Linked DNA regions of Mus musculus: all the other regions are linked to region 1. Evidence: chromatin contacts called from public HiChIP or PLAC-seq data. All regions are on one chromosome and are shown on one strand. Each heading gives the region's core, a stretch centred on a gene start, on an enhancer-like site or on the middle of the called end of the contact. The rest is flanking DNA. Distances are from core to core; before and after follow the strand shown. Region 1 overlaps Gm33436 (a long non-coding RNA gene). Region 2 has its middle 29 kb from the start of Gm26422. Region 3 has its middle 12 kb from the start of Gm26422. Region 4 has its middle 33 kb from the start of Gm26422.

Evidence for each region. HiChIP or PLAC-seq counts read pairs in DNA pulled down with a chosen protein or histone mark.
Region 2: a contact with region 1 is called in an H3K27ac HiChIP or PLAC-seq map of the NIH/3T3 cell line, with 2.7 times the contacts expected there. The contact joins two enhancer-like sites. A contact is called at or near these places in 9 of 39 promoter capture datasets (the 3T3-L1 cell line, the C10 cell line, embryonic stem cells and 4 more), 1 of 484 Hi-C or Micro-C datasets (bone marrow-derived macrophages) and 4 of 115 datasets of contacts at active chromatin or transcription factors (the 3134 cell line, the NIH/3T3 cell line, cardiomyocytes and 1 more).
Region 3: a FOXA1 HiChIP or PLAC-seq map of pancreatic cancer cells shows a contact between it and region 1. The contact joins two enhancer-like sites. A contact is called at or near these places in 5 of 39 promoter capture datasets (the C10 cell line, hematopoietic stem and progenitor cells, liver and 1 more), 1 of 15 datasets of contacts at CTCF or cohesin (the NIH/3T3 cell line), 1 of 484 Hi-C or Micro-C datasets (bone marrow-derived macrophages), 2 of 115 datasets of contacts at active chromatin or transcription factors (CD8 T cells and pancreatic cancer cells) and 1 of 9 other capture datasets (embryonic stem cells).
Region 4: a contact with region 1 is called in a FOXA1 HiChIP or PLAC-seq map of pancreatic cancer cells. The contact joins two enhancer-like sites. A contact is called at or near these places in 8 of 39 promoter capture datasets (the HPC-7 cell line, cranial neural crest, embryonic stem cells and 5 more), 1 of 484 Hi-C or Micro-C datasets (bone marrow-derived macrophages), 3 of 115 datasets of contacts at active chromatin or transcription factors (the NIH/3T3 cell line, embryonic stem cells and pancreatic cancer cells) and 1 of 9 other capture datasets (embryonic stem cells).

What each region holds. Positions count from the first base shown.
Region 1 is chr2:60,698,551-60,702,136 of GRCm38.p6, forward strand. All of the region lies in intron 2 of Gm33436 (a long non-coding RNA gene), which reads left to right. It also overlaps a transcript of Itgb6 not described here. Among named protein-coding and RNA genes, the nearest start is that of Gm33436, 7.7 kb to the left of the region's middle. Within about 2 kb of position 1,706, at least 71 of the 459 cell types and tissues checked have an H3K27ac peak or open chromatin away from gene starts, as enhancers often do. A contact at or near this core is called in the NIH/3T3 cell line and pancreatic cancer cells, where this site is marked.
Region 2 is chr2:61,307,491-61,311,076 of GRCm38.p6, forward strand. No RefSeq gene overlaps it. Among named protein-coding and RNA genes, the nearest start is that of Gm26422, 29 kb to the left of the region's middle. Within about 2 kb of position 1,916, at least 44 of the 459 cell types and tissues checked have an H3K27ac peak or open chromatin away from gene starts, as enhancers often do. A contact at or near this core is called in the NIH/3T3 cell line, where this site is marked.
Region 3 is chr2:61,265,986-61,269,571 of GRCm38.p6, forward strand. No RefSeq gene overlaps it. Among named protein-coding and RNA genes, the nearest start is that of Gm26422, 12 kb to the right of the region's middle. Within about 2 kb of position 1,931, at least 29 of the 459 cell types and tissues checked have an H3K27ac peak or open chromatin away from gene starts, as enhancers often do. A contact at or near this core is called in the NIH/3T3 cell line and pancreatic cancer cells, where this site is marked.
Region 4 is chr2:61,245,183-61,248,768 of GRCm38.p6, forward strand. No RefSeq gene overlaps it. Among named protein-coding and RNA genes, the nearest start is that of Gm26422, 33 kb to the right of the region's middle. Within about 2 kb of position 1,994, at least 56 of the 459 cell types and tissues checked have an H3K27ac peak or open chromatin away from gene starts, as enhancers often do. A contact at or near this core is called in the NIH/3T3 cell line and pancreatic cancer cells, where this site is marked.

The sequences.
Region 1 (3,586 bases), core at 456-2,955:
AGGCTTCTGGGTCTTATTTCCACCCAGCACTCTCTCTGCTAGAAGAGAAGCCTTGCCCCTCCAGGAAGTGAACTCATTTTCCTAGCATTAGGTAGAATGCAGCTTACAGCGTCTCTGCAGCAAGGCCATCGACTTCTTTTCGAATGGTCCTACAAGGGTTGAATGAGTTAAAGTAAAAGTTGAAAGTTATAACTGCTGCAAGTGGCCAACTCTGGATCATAAGAGGTTAGACCTTTGTCTAATGCCCCACAGATACTGTGGAATGGCTACTGGCCATCTAATAGCCCACTGACCAATAAGATGCTTAGTGAGGTAAGTGTGGCAGCTATGCCAATCATTCCAGCACTCAGGAGACCGAGATGGGGGATTGCTGTGAGTTTGAGGCCAGCTTAGGTTACATAGTGAGTTCCAGGCTAGCCTGAGCTACATTTAGTTCTAGACCAGCCTAGGCCACAATGGTATATATAATTTCCATGGAGTTTTTTTTTCCTAGACAATATCTAAATAGGAAGAGATAAATGGTAAACAAATTAATCAATAAGAAAATTAATAGTAAAATATTTGCAGACAATTGATTTGGGGTGATATAATAAGGGGTATCTAGATGAGTCCTTCAAGCAGAATGCCAGGTAAGACATCCTTGAGTAAGTGATAAAATTAGATTGAAGGAGATCCAACCAGGCAAAGATCAGAGGAAAGAGAATTGCAGAGAAAGGAGCATGGAGAGCAAGCAGTCTGGGAGCAGCTAGAGCGATGACAGAGGAGTCCCTGAGGATGGAGTCTAGGGAGGGGCAAGGCAGAACTCAGCTGCAGCTGAATGGAAGAAAGACAGCAACTAGTACAGGGTGGTCCTATCCATCCGGGAGAACACAGACAGCCTTGGGGTCTCCACAGGTCGGGCTGCCTGGACTTACTGATAGGTCACATGCCCTGGAGGAGAGAGAAGATTCCAGAATCTCTAGATGACAAGAATGGACCGCAGAAGCTCCTGCCTGCTCAGGTGCAGGTAGTCTGGACTAGGTGGTCACCAAGCTGCCTAGACAGTGGTCCATCCAACAGAAATGAGAGGATGCCCTCCCCACCCTCACTGCCAGATGAATCCTTCGGTTTCAAATATTTTAAATTACAGTCTTGAAGAGCAAAGGAGGCTCTTGCAAGCAGCCGAAGGAGGAGAGTGTAGTACACTCACATGGCCAAATGTTCTGTTTTTCCCCTGATGAACTATCAGTAGCAACAAGGGTGACAGCTGAGGGCGGAACTGGCTGGTGTGTGTGTGTGTGTGTGTGTGTGTGTGTGTGTGTGTGTGTGTGTGTGTATTCTGATAGCAGTCTCATATCAGAACAATTAAGTATAAACCTGAAGGCCTGCTCTCATGAAAACCTTCAATCCAGTCTCTAAGGGCCTCAAACTCAGACTTTCAAAGGGAGCCTTGCTTTGCCAACAGTCACCATTTCACTGTGTTTGCTAATTTCCCAACTCCATGAAAACCTCCAAAAGGGTGAAGATGGAGAACAGAACCTTATGGGAGCCCCAGGAACTTACAGATCCCTGAATGTCATCATGACGTTATCTCTAAAGTCCACACTGTCCCTTAGGGGCTTTTATTGACAAACTGCAGAGAAGTGACTCAAGTCTATGTCATGATCATCTTTCCCAGAACTGGGAGTTCCTCTGGCCTGCCAGACACAGGAGCATTTTTTTCCTTCTCCTCAGCCTTACTCACACATGGTGGCTCATCGCTTTGAGGGCATGGAGAGTTTCCTCATGGCCCCTGTACATTCTGTGCTGCTTTGCTGAGTGAGGAGAGGTGCACACGGCTGCATCACTGTTTTCAATTTCATTTTTCAGTTTCACCTGGGGCCAAAGTTTTCGGTATCCATATAGTTTGATTGCTTTCTGATTCACTGTGATCATATGCTTTGCAGGATAATTCATTCTTTTGCTCGAAGATATTAATAACACACAGTGTTAGTACTCTTAAGCAGACATGTAAAAGAAAAAAATTGAAACTCAGGAAGACTGAGTAACTCACATTCGAGGTCTAAGAGATGTGGCCGAGACAGGAGAATTAGACAATTGGAGACCTTCAAACCATGGCAGAGCTTTGTGGCTTCGAAGAGAACTATGCAGTTTTTCAAACCCCCAAATTATTTAATTAAACAGGACTTAAATATCTATTATAAACCCAGCCTCATGACACAGAAATATATCCATGTATTTAGTCAATAAAATATTTTAAGTACAGTATTGTACAAAAAACACGTAGCCACAAGGGCCTTGTCTTTAAGAATCCTCTGGGTAGTTAGATAAAAAAACAGATCTCTGAAGTAGTTTGATGACAGTATGAGGTAGTGTGTGAGGTAATAGATGCTGGAGGTCAGAAGAGTTCCTGCCTGACATAGTCAACCTGACCTGAAAGGCCACAGGATATGACTGGGGAACACTCTAGAAAAAGGCACTTTGGAAACAGGAACAGTGTGCATCAAAGAACTGAGCCAGTAACCATTAAAGTGTTCATGCAGCCTATCAGGTTACTTGGTGAGAAGATTTGTCAGGGACCGGGAAAAATTGTAGACTAATTTTGTCACTTGCTGAGGTAGAAGCGATAATGTCTCATACTTTGTATATGTGTGGTTATGGAATCATAATCTTTATTGTTATTATTATCTGCATGAGTCAGGCTGGAGCTAGATCTCATTAAAGAGTCCCCAGGGAATACGAAGAGGAATCGAGGTACACACATGTCAAGTGAAGTATCATCATCAGTAGCTAAGGATTTTTACCCATAGTCTGGTGCATTGAACCTCCACTGAAAAGACTCGGTCTCAAGGATTAGCTTTTTATCTGAGACCCTAAAATGAACCTAAGGCCTTGTGTGCTGGTACACACCTTCTTTCTTCTCCTTCTCCTTCTCCTTCTCCTTCTCCTTCTCCTTCTCCTTCTCCTTCTCCTTCTCCTTCTCCTTCTCCTTCTCCTCTCCATCTTCTCCTCCTTCTTCTATTTATTTATTTAATATATATCAGTACACGATCTCTCAATTCAGACACACCAGAAGAGGCCATTGGATCCCATTACAGATGCTTGTAAGCTACCAAGTGGTTGCTGGGAATTGAACTGAGGTCCTCTGGAAGAGCAGTCAGTGCTCTTAACCACTGAGCCATCTCTCCAGCCCCTACAATAGCTTCTTAAGCTAGATACAGTTACTCCGAGTTTTAGAGGTGAGGAAGCAGACTGAGATGCCCTGAGCATAAACAACAGTGGTCGAAGGAATTGAGGCAAGATCGTGAGCCCAGTTCATCAGATTTACCCTTTAGCTGCCATTTAGCTGGGATGCCTAAGTGACAATAAAACAAGTTATTATATTTTAATAAAGCACAGAATTGGGACTCAATAAGGGTTGCTCTCTTCTGAACCCCACCAAGTGGTTGGGGGATTTCTAGGCAAAACTTTTAAGTTGATCAACCATTTCTTGCCCTTCTACTGTCTGTTCAGTATGCTGTTGCCATATGTAACCAACCATGGGGCCCATGAGAGGTGAAGAGTCTAAGGTGGAGATGTACGAGTATCAGCTGTGCATCGAATTTTA
Region 2 (3,586 bases), core at 666-3,165, 610 kb after region 1:
AACATCCAGCCTTGTTACATAATGTCTTACAGCACTTGCCATACATGAGCTGATTTGGGCACATGAATTATAAATATATGTGCTTGAATATGGGGCCTGTGGGCAAGAGTTGCATCATTTGGCATCTTTTCTATAGACTTTCCCCAGAGCTCTGCACACTGAGTATTCAATAACTATCACAATTATTGATGAATTAGTAGAGAAAAGGGAGCAGATGATCTAGTTATAGTTTCTTGTTAGCATATGAAGACAAGTTAGCTATGTATTGCTGAAACTTGATAACTTTTTGGTGATGTGATGGTGGTATGTATGTGTGTGTGCTTGTGTGTTTGTGTGTATACATGTGTGCATGCATACATGTGTTTGTTTATATATGTATGTGTGTGTATGTGTGTGTGTGTGTAAAACTTTTGTCATTACTATTACAACATTTTATAAGAGTATCATTTGGAGACACAAGCATAAATCTAATTAAAGGAATTATATAGCAATGATGAAGCCCTGGCAGAATAAAGATGTTCTTGTGTAGAAACAAATCACACTAGGGCCCCTCCAGGAAGGCTGGGATTTTAATTTACCATAATGAATTCATACTTCTGTGCTTGAAATTTCACAAAGTAAAACCTCATTTAAATGTTCACAGTTCATAAAGATCACTATGTACCTTTGTGCCCCTGCTTGATGTTGTGTGCACTGATTCAGAGCAGCACTAAGCCATAGAAAGACCATGTGCACAGTGAGAGCCTCCTTCATTCAACACACACTGCGTTAGTGTCCTAATCACCTGCTCAACGCTGGTCCGGCCTCGCCCTATCCAGCTCTGTGATGTTCCTCTCCAGAACTCAATGTTCTCACCTCACTCATGACAAATCCATCAGACTCAAACTCAAGGACTGCCTCCAGAGTTACCATCACAGCCATACTTGCAAAGCTGCCAAGGTTGTGTAAAACAGGGCAAGTGGAGAAACTGGCACAGGCCAGAGGAGAGTAAGGAGATATGGCAACTGAATGCAAGGTGGGATCCTGGACCAGACAAGGGGGGCCTTGGTGGGAGAGCTGTGGAATCCAAGATAAAGCTGTTGTCTTGTCAGTTGAAGAGCGCCACACTCTGACAAGCGTGTCATAGTCACCTGAGATGCTGACAAGAGGGGAAACTGGCAAAGCACACAGTGAGAACCCCTCATGATGTCTTTACAACATCTCATAAATATGTAGTGATTTCAAAAACAAACTTTGTTTAAAGCATGTAGATAGAGAGATAGATGGATAGATAGATGGATAGATAGATAGATAGATAGATAGATAGACAGACAAAATCACCCTAATTCGACTTCTCAACAACTTAGTGACAATATAGGAAATAACAGGTGGACACCTGTCTTTTATTACTCTGTGACTCTACACTGTGCACTATGAATAAATATATTAGTCAAGATGAGATCTCTTAGTTGAAACTGATAGAAATTTCAACTGAAAAATAAGTAAACTGATAAGCTGATTTGATAGGTTAAGGTGCTTGCCAGCAAGCCTCATCACCCTGAGTCTGAGCCCCAGGACCTTCATGACCCAGCTTCGCAAGTTGTTCTCAGACCTATACATACATGTGTGTATATGTGTGGCATGCACTCACATATACGTCTGCACCCACAATAGGAATGTGATCAACATAAGAAAAAGTCAATTTTCCCTGGTTCATATGACCGAAATTCTGGTGGGTGTGATTCTGGCTCCAGATAAAAAGGGGGGGGGAGGTGGTGTCATCAGCTCTCCCTCATCTGCTGCCCCACCTTCCATTGCATTTGCTTCATCCTGAAACTTTGATCACGACCCTGCGTACTTCTGACTCATATCCTCTCAGTTCAGCTTCATCAGAAAAGAGAATAGGCTTCTTTTTCAACAGAGCATCTTGGTGATTCTGACTGAATCATGTGCCCAGGCACAAACCCCTATGACTCAGGATTGCAACACCTAGGTCCTGAGGTGTGAGTTAAGGTGGGGAGGGAATGCTTTTGTTGCTCACTGACTAATAGTTGTTCCTTAAAGGGGAAGCCTATCTTCTTGAGACAGGCCTGAATAAGTGGATATAGAATAACAAAGGGCCTCCTCCAGGCTTCTGTCCTGGTTCACAGCCAACACGTCTCTCTAGAGACTATCTCCAAAGTATCCTCGTGTCTTCCTGAACCTCACTCATGGTACTTCTAGCAGCCCAGGGTGTAGGGCAGGTGGACTTCCCTGCCATAAAAGAATCCATGCTGTTGTACTCTATGAGTTAAATCCTCCTTCACAGCAGCTACATTTTCTCCTGCCCCTCTCATCCCTAGCTCACTTACAGTTTCTGAAGCTGGCATGCTAAGCAGCAATCGCCATTTGATGTAGATGTGGCTTCACAACTGTACTGTGAGCCAGCAATACCTTCCCGACAAGAGCTTTTATGGTTATCATCAGTGACTCCAGCCCTTCTCTGGGAAAATTTAAACTGTTTCTTAATCTTGTGTTTTGTCTTGGCTTTGGTTTCAGGGAGAGCTCAACTTCTCCATGCTGCTTGTCCATAAGTCACTGGCGTTTGATGTTTCAGCTTTAAGCATGCCTTCTGCCTGTAATTTTTCACTTTACCTTCTTTAAGTTCACTTGGACCATTTGGGCAAAGCATAATTTCATGCTATTAACATACTCTTGGGTGGGAGCATGGAGAAGCAAACAGAGTGTGTTTTTCTGCCACCTGGGAGATCATATAAAGTAGTCAATGTCTACACTTTAACTGATTGTTGATGTCCACATTGATAGCTCCAACTGAAAACATTTGAAATTACCTCCCAGAAGCTGTTTTCCAGCTTAAATGAAGATGCTTGGACCACATCTACAGTGGACCACAAGTGCCAGGAAGTTAACATTCTCAGGAATAGGCATGAACAAGTGACAGGAGTTGGTAACTAAATACCCCTGTTTCTTTCCTTCTTGGGATTCTTTTGCCCTGTGAAGGAAATGCCTTAAAGTCGCCTGGGGAAATAGCAAAACCTCTTCTGCTCAGGCCTTAGGCAAGATGCCACTGTTTCCATGGAGGAAGAAACCAATCCTGTCTTGAGAGGGTAGAAGACTGGCACAGATCCACAGCTTTGAAGAAGATGTAGAGAAAAACAGCCCCCTGCTCCTAGGGGAGGAACAAAGGACCACCATCAGCGCCTAAGCCTAAGCTAGCAAGCAAAGCCTGAAAATGCTCGTCTATCCGAGGCTGATCACATATCCACAGCAGTGCTTCTCAGCTACAGGGACATGGGACCAGGATGATGAAAAGCTACTGCCTCTCCAGAACAAAGTAGAGAGGTAAGCTTGAAATGCAGAGAAGGAAAAGGAAGCCCTCCATCTCCAGTATGGTACCAACACAGAGGAGCAAGCAACAAAATCTATTGAGTGGAAGGGGTTCTCAGAGGTAAGAAAACACAGCAGCCTGAAACAAGGATGAGTACAGAGGAAAAACCCTCCTCATGCTGGTGCCACACAAAGGCCAAGGAAGAGCAAACTGGAGACGTGGGAGCCTGTGGGGTATCAAGAGTCACAAAACAACAAAATCCAACTCCAGCTTAGCTCC
Region 3 (3,586 bases), core at 681-3,180, 570 kb after region 1:
ATGTTGGCTGGCTTGAACTCGTATAGGTCTTGTATAAGTAACTATAGATGCTGTTAGTTCTTAAGTGTGGTAACCATGTTATATTCAGAAACAGCAGTTCACAGAACCCCTCCTCACCGTCCAGCTCTCCCATCTTTTCTGCCTCCTCTTCCATGATGTTCCCTGAGCCCTGTAGGAGGCAGGACACTAACAAAGATGTTCCATTTAGAGCTGAAGATGCTCAGTTGATTAATCTCAGCACCTTGAATAGTTGAGCCTCTGTATTGACTTCTGCTCACTCCAGAAAGAAGCTATTATAGACAAGCTATTATATTATAGAAAGCATTACATATAGACATTTAGAAGGCTAATTTGACAAGTGACCATCTAACAAAACTACAATAGCAGGTTCTTCCCTGGGGCCTATGACCAGCCATGGGCCTTTAACCATGTTTGTAGTACGAGGAATGAATTTCTTATTGTGGAGTAGATTTCATATCTAACCAGAAAGCAGCTGATTGTCTCATGACAGTCATACTGCTGTTGTACTGGTAGACACACCAAGCCTGTCAGGTCAGTTATATAGTATGCAGAATCCAGCACTGGGTAAACCTGTTAATATCTGTTCTCCTCTAGAAAGCTGCATGGTATATCTGGCACCAAGAAAGTTGGCCAGGAGAGAGGAAGTTATTGACGTATTCACCGTGATTTCTCTATGTTCTGCATTCAAAGTGAATGGTGTCTTCAGCAATGAGCTCTTAATGTGTAGCTACAGTGCATAGTGAAAAGTACTGGCAGTAGGCTCTGTTGTTCAAGAGATTTCTAGGCCCCCTGACCAATAATTCATAGCAAGATATCCCATTTCTGGCTCTTTGATTTTTGTCTAGTAATCAACGTCATCAAAGAACAGGATGGTCCACCTATACAAGACAGAAAGACATTCAAATTTTTGAAAAAATTGTATTCTGAAATTAGCTTACTACTTAGTGGGTTTCTATAAAGCCTTTTCCGATAGCCTTAGCTTTGTTAATCCACCGGTCTCTCCAGCTCTCTATTCACCTGTCCTAACCCTGATTATTCCTTTAATACCAACTATATATCTTGGGGTTTTGCTTTTGTTTCAACTATATTTGTGTGTGTGTTGTGAGTGGTACCTACACATGTAGGTAGAGGCCAGAGATCAACATTGTGTATCTTCCTCCATTTCATTTCATCTTATTATTGAGTCAGTTGTCATTGAGCCCAGAGCATACCAATTAAATAGAGTGGGTGGTTAGCAAGTGTCAGGTACCTGCCTGTATAGTCACTAGGGATGTAGACACTCTACGCAGCCTTTACATGGGTACTTGGGATCTGAGCTTGGATCCCAACGCTTGAGCAGTACACCCTTTATTCCCTGACTCCTTTCCCTGGCCCTACAGTTTCTCATCTTAGAGCTCAGAAGCAGATATGATAGCTAAAGCCAATACAGCTAAAAACAAAATGAAAACAAAACAGGACCTTGGTGGCTATACTCATTTCTCAGGTGATACCTACATTTAGAATTCTTTGTAAAGAAAAAAAATCAACTTTTCTTTGTTTCAACCACTATTTGTGGGCATCGGTCATTTGTAATCAAACCTGATACAAACAAGGACATTTTGTGTTTGTCCACTATAGTAGTTTAGTTCCAAATGATCACTCACAGGCCATATGCTCAAGGCTCGGTTGCCAGCTCGTAAGCCTTTATGGTGGTGTCTGGATCGTGAGGCCTCTGACCTGGTCAGTGTGTTCATCCATCGATGGGCTTATAATTTGGTGCCATTGGATTCTGAGGCCTGTTACTTACTTAAACAAAGTGTGTTCCTGGAATCTTACTCTAGAAGTTTACCCCATTTTCTCTCTCTCTCCCCATCTCTCCTTTCTGGTCACCATGAGTCACAAGGTAGGCACTTGAGCTTCTATTACTCATTCTCAATCATGAGGTTCAGCCTTGTCTCGTGTCCACAGAGATGGGGACCACAGAGCCATGGAGTAAAATCTCTGAAACAGGGAGCCTGTTTCCACTTTGGTTTTTACAGGCATTCTGAGGGTTGATTTTCAAATCATTTTTGTCATAGCAACAAAAAGCAGACTAACATGCCCTGTCTCTTGGAAACATTTTTTTCAAAGGTATTAATTGCAACAACTATGTAAATCAATCAGCACCCTGTGTAGCTGAAAAGCAAAGAACTATTTGTAACACTAACCTTTTTTCATTTTTATGCTTCAGAAAGATAATTTTGCATCCTGTATACCAAATGTATTTATATGAGAATTTTCATCCTTAAAATAACCTTGACAAATGAACAATTCTGTCTTTTTAAGTATCACTGTTAAGGGTGATCACAGTGGTTAAAATGTTCATTCTGCACTCAGAATATCTCTCTACAGCGCTGTAGTCCAACTTTTGTGTGTCTGTAATACTATTATTTTTTAAACATAAAATTATGATGGTGATGATGCAAATAGGGGTTGAAGGAAAAAGAAGGTTCCAGAACAAGTCATGCCCATGGAATTGTTTTTTCCCTGCAGTAAAATTTTTATCTGAATGATATCTGGCTAAAATGTATGAATTAAAATGATAAATTAGAGCAGCAATTTTCAACCTATAGAGCTTGACCGCTTTGGGGGTCACCTATCAGATATCCTGCCTATCAGATACTTACATTATGACTCATAACAATAACAAAATTACAGTTATGAAGTAGGAACAAAGTAACACTATGGTTGGGGTCACTACAACAGAAGGAACGGTATGAAAGGGGGATGTTGAGAACCACTGAACTAGAACCTTCAGAGTCAGTTAGCATGTGTTGCTGTTCTAGGAACAACTGTAGCAAAGGCTTTAAGACTGTGAGCAAGGAGTAGTAACAAGGTGAGAGCTGGAAAGTAAGAGTTGGGTTTGGAGCTGCCAGAGTGTGTTTAACCTGTTTTTCCAACCACTAAAGACAGCCCTCCTTTCCTCTCTTCCTTTTTATTCTTTTATCTTTTGTTAGATAGTTTCATACATGGACATAAGGAATTTCAGTTATAGTTACCCTTCATCCCCTTCTCTCCCCTCCCTCCCACATCTTACCTCTTTCCTTAAAACCCTTCTTCCCCAGAAGTCCCCCTCACCCTCTCATCTTCCTTTTGCATGTGACCAGCTGAACTTCACTAGGGTTTCTCACGTGAGTATGGGTAAGAGGTTTTTGACTGGATCTCGGTCAACTATACCACAGAAGAAAATGGCACGCTTTCTCCCACCAACTGGTAACTGCCAATAGCTCTTCAAAGGAGGCCCTTCCCAGATTCAAGTGCTGCCGACAGGCCCAATCTTGTGTAGACCTTATGCAAATAACCACAGCTGTGATGTGTTCCTGTGTCTCACCCAGAACACATCTTCAGCTTGCCTTGACACACAGTGCATCTGAGGGTAGAGGTATTTATTTTTTATTGCATTACATCCTTATCCACTAACTCTCACATTTTTGCTATCCCCCTCCTTCAATCTCCCTTAGGCCTCCTCCTTTCTTTCAAAGAGATAACTCAGTGACTGTCTCAGTTGATGAGTCAACAACTGAGTCTGTATGAGTGACAAGAAATC
Region 4 (3,586 bases), core at 744-3,243, 550 kb after region 1:
CCGCCTGGCTGGGTGTACCATGAGCTTGCTTCCTAGGCTAGAATCCCAGTTGAGCCCAGGTTCTTGGGCTTCTACTATGGTAGGAGACAAGTGAATAAGGGATTCTTGGAAGCTTCAAAATAGCTCATTTGCTAGTTGAACACCATCATAGGTCCTTGTTCACTGGTCTGCAGTCAATGTTCTGACATTTTTTACTTTTGTCAAAGAACTCTTCATTTTTATTTTAGCAGTAGCCCTACCAGTTATTTATTATTCTTTGAAATGATTGCTACTGTCTCTTGCTCCGCACTCATATCTCCTTGCCTTGATTGTTTCTGAAAGACAGGACAAGTGTCTTTTTTTGTCTTCCCATAATTCCTCCGTAGTCCTTTTGGATAGGTATCACTAGGTTTTGAGAGACCTTGCAGTGAAGGATCCTGAGAGAGGTCAGCGATCCTGTTTCTATGGTCATCTCCATGGTACTCTTTCTACCGGTTTCTTGGTGGGGTAGACACAGCAGGAAACACTCACAGGCAAAGCCTGTGTTAAGACTCAGCACACAAAAGGGCTGTTTGTCTTCACCCATATTAGTGTGGTTTATGACTGTCTGAAGTTTAGATCAAACAAATCAATGTAGCTCCCTGTAAAGAGATAAGAGACCGCGTATGGAAAAGTTTACTTTACTTTGGGGTAGGTTTTCTCTATGTAGCTTTGCCTGGCTTCAGACATAAGCCTCCTGTCTCAACCGCCTAAGGCCCGGGATTTTAGGTGTGTCATGACACCTAGCTATAAATTAAATTAGCAAGAATCTCAGTTCAAAGGGTACCAGGGTTAACTCTGAAATCATCTTACCAGAAACTAGCAAACTGTTCTAATATATTTCATATGAAAAGATGATTGAGAATGTGAAGATAACTCTTATCCAAAAAACCACATTGAATTCACAGAATTAAAGGAAGAATGGAGGAGCAAGGGGGAAGATATACTCTTATTTAAATGGAAAAACAGCCAATCCTTCAGCCTCCTTTTGAATTAAGTTGACGTAACAATTGTTGTAATGGGCATTTATCTTACTCAACTACTTCCATGTAGTACTAATATAAACAGAGAATAATAGGCTGTGGAGAGAAGTCTTGACATGTCTCACAGTAACTGGAATAACTGAGGCTGGAAAAGTTTAGGAGTTTGCTGGATACTATTTCTTGATATACAACAAACATTTGTGAAGGAATTAGGGGTGTGTATAACACTCAGAAAGCTAAGATATGCCATTAATACTGTCTAAGGGATAACAGTGCACAAGAATTTATTCCATCCTATGTCTTACTACACCTAACACTGAAGGGCTTACTGCGTCCCCAGGAACAGTCTCAGCATGGAGGGACACATTGAAACATGCAGAAAGTTCTTTGCCTTTTGTGCACTTCAGATGAGGAGCATAATTTTCTCTCTGACTTTCATATTCACAGACACCTTGTAAAGGATGGTTAAAACCTAGCCACAATGAAAATTGAGTAACATCTGGTGTTTGAGCTTTGAGGTTTTCATATTATTCACAGGTTACTGTTTACCAAGTTTGTTCAACAATTGCCTCATCACACAAAGTTCCCTTTGTCCTGTTAACACAGCCATCTACTTTGGTGTTTCTGAAACAATGCCCCATTTCACTTGGGACAGATTACAGGGTTGGTTTTAACGACAAAGGAAGCACTTTATGCGACTATTTGAACAGTACCACCTGTGGGAACTTGCCCCCGACTCTTCCCAATTCAAGATTTAAACTTTGCCCTAGTCACAGGAGGGCTGCTGTGAGCACTGCCAAGAAAACAAGAACAAGATGGACTGTCCAGAAACCCAGATCTTTTGAGCTAAGTGTCTGGAGAGAAACAGCTTGATCCACCAGCAGCTCAAACTTTGTTATCACAACAAAGCAGAACATTCCTGATTTCACTTTGTAGTGCACACTGGGACCCAGTAGGACAGCTGGTGGGTGCACACAGTGACTGAGAAAGAAGGCAGCATCTTTGCAGTGTGCCCAACAGGGCACAGCTGGTTGGGGAAGGCAGTCTAGGCATGCTCAGTTGCTGCTTTTGTTTGTTTGTTGGTTAACTGAACTGAAGGTTGAAGTCCTTTACTGTTTGTTTGTTTGTTTGTTTATTTCCTCTCCCCCCAAAAATGTTGTATAAAAGGGCTTTGGGGGGAGATAGGACAAGTTCAAGGGAAGAAAAGATCAATTGTTATTCAAGAAAATGAAAAACTAATACGATTTGTCCCTGGAAAAGAGCTATTCACCGTAAGGCTATAGTCATCATTGTCTTGGAATTTTGACTATGCTGGCATTAGGCAGGCCACTGACTGTGGCTTGTCCTTTTATTCCCCTCTGTCTAGCCTGCTCCCACCAGCTGTTAACAGAAAACAAATGTCACTAATTTTAAGGGAAATGCTTATATTGAAGCTCTTTAGTTCACAGTCAACAATTTCAAAGAAAATAGGAAGGAGATGAAAAAAACATTAGAGCTGATCACAGTGATTAACAATAGTAACAATTACATTATCTTAAATTAATGAGGCAAAGAATACAATAACAGATGTCACTAACTCTTCTTTCAAGTCCTGAATGATTCCAGAAATGATAGAAAATAAAACCCAAAGCTCACTCACTAACTCTGTCTGTCTTTCTGTCTTTCTGTCTGTCTGTCTGCCTGCCTGGCCTTATCTATCTATCTATCTATCTATCTATCTATCTATCTATCTATCTATCTATCTATCTATCTACCTACCCATCCTCTATTTTGCTCCTGTTCCTTTATTCTCTTGTCAGATCCCAAGGACTCCGTTGCCTTTGAGTTCAGACAAGAACAAGTTTTCATCCATTTTCCCACATTTTTTGAGCATTTATAAATGCTAGCTGAGTTATGAGTCATGGCCAGGCTTTGCGGTATCATTGTACCAAGAGCACATAACATGTTTTCTACCTGTCGATGTAAATTATTGCCTGCATGCAGAACTCCAGGAATGATTTGGCTTCCTGCCCACGCAAATGACTTCTCATCCTTCACATTTCAATTTAATGCCAGTGTGTACTATAAGATGTATGTTCAATCCTACAAATGAGTTGCATGTGAATTTCAATTTCAGAAAACCTGGACTGAATTTTAAAAGAAAACATTTGGGATATATTGCAGGGGAGCTGGTTGTGTGCTAGGTGCATTCTAACTATGCTGTATAGTCAAGAATACTGATAGAATTTAAGGACTACGGTGAGCTAAGAAGGAAGGAAGGGAGGGGGAGAAAAAGAGAGAGGGAAGAAGAAATGAAAGAAGGAATAAAGGAAGTCAGGTTGGTTTTTATATTTTCAACTTATATTCCTAAAGATGTAAAAGATATATTGTGTTCTTTTTCAGTTACAATTTTCCCTCCCAATTTGTCAACTCTCATCTCCTGACCACTGGCATAGTTAAGCCATGTCAAATTAGAAAGAAAGGGACAACATCTTGAAGCGGAAGGTAAGGATTCAGCAAGTATTTGTTGTATAGAGTCTTGTCTTAGTTAGGGTTTCTGTTACTGTGATAAAACACTATGACCCAAAGCAATTTAGGGAGAAATT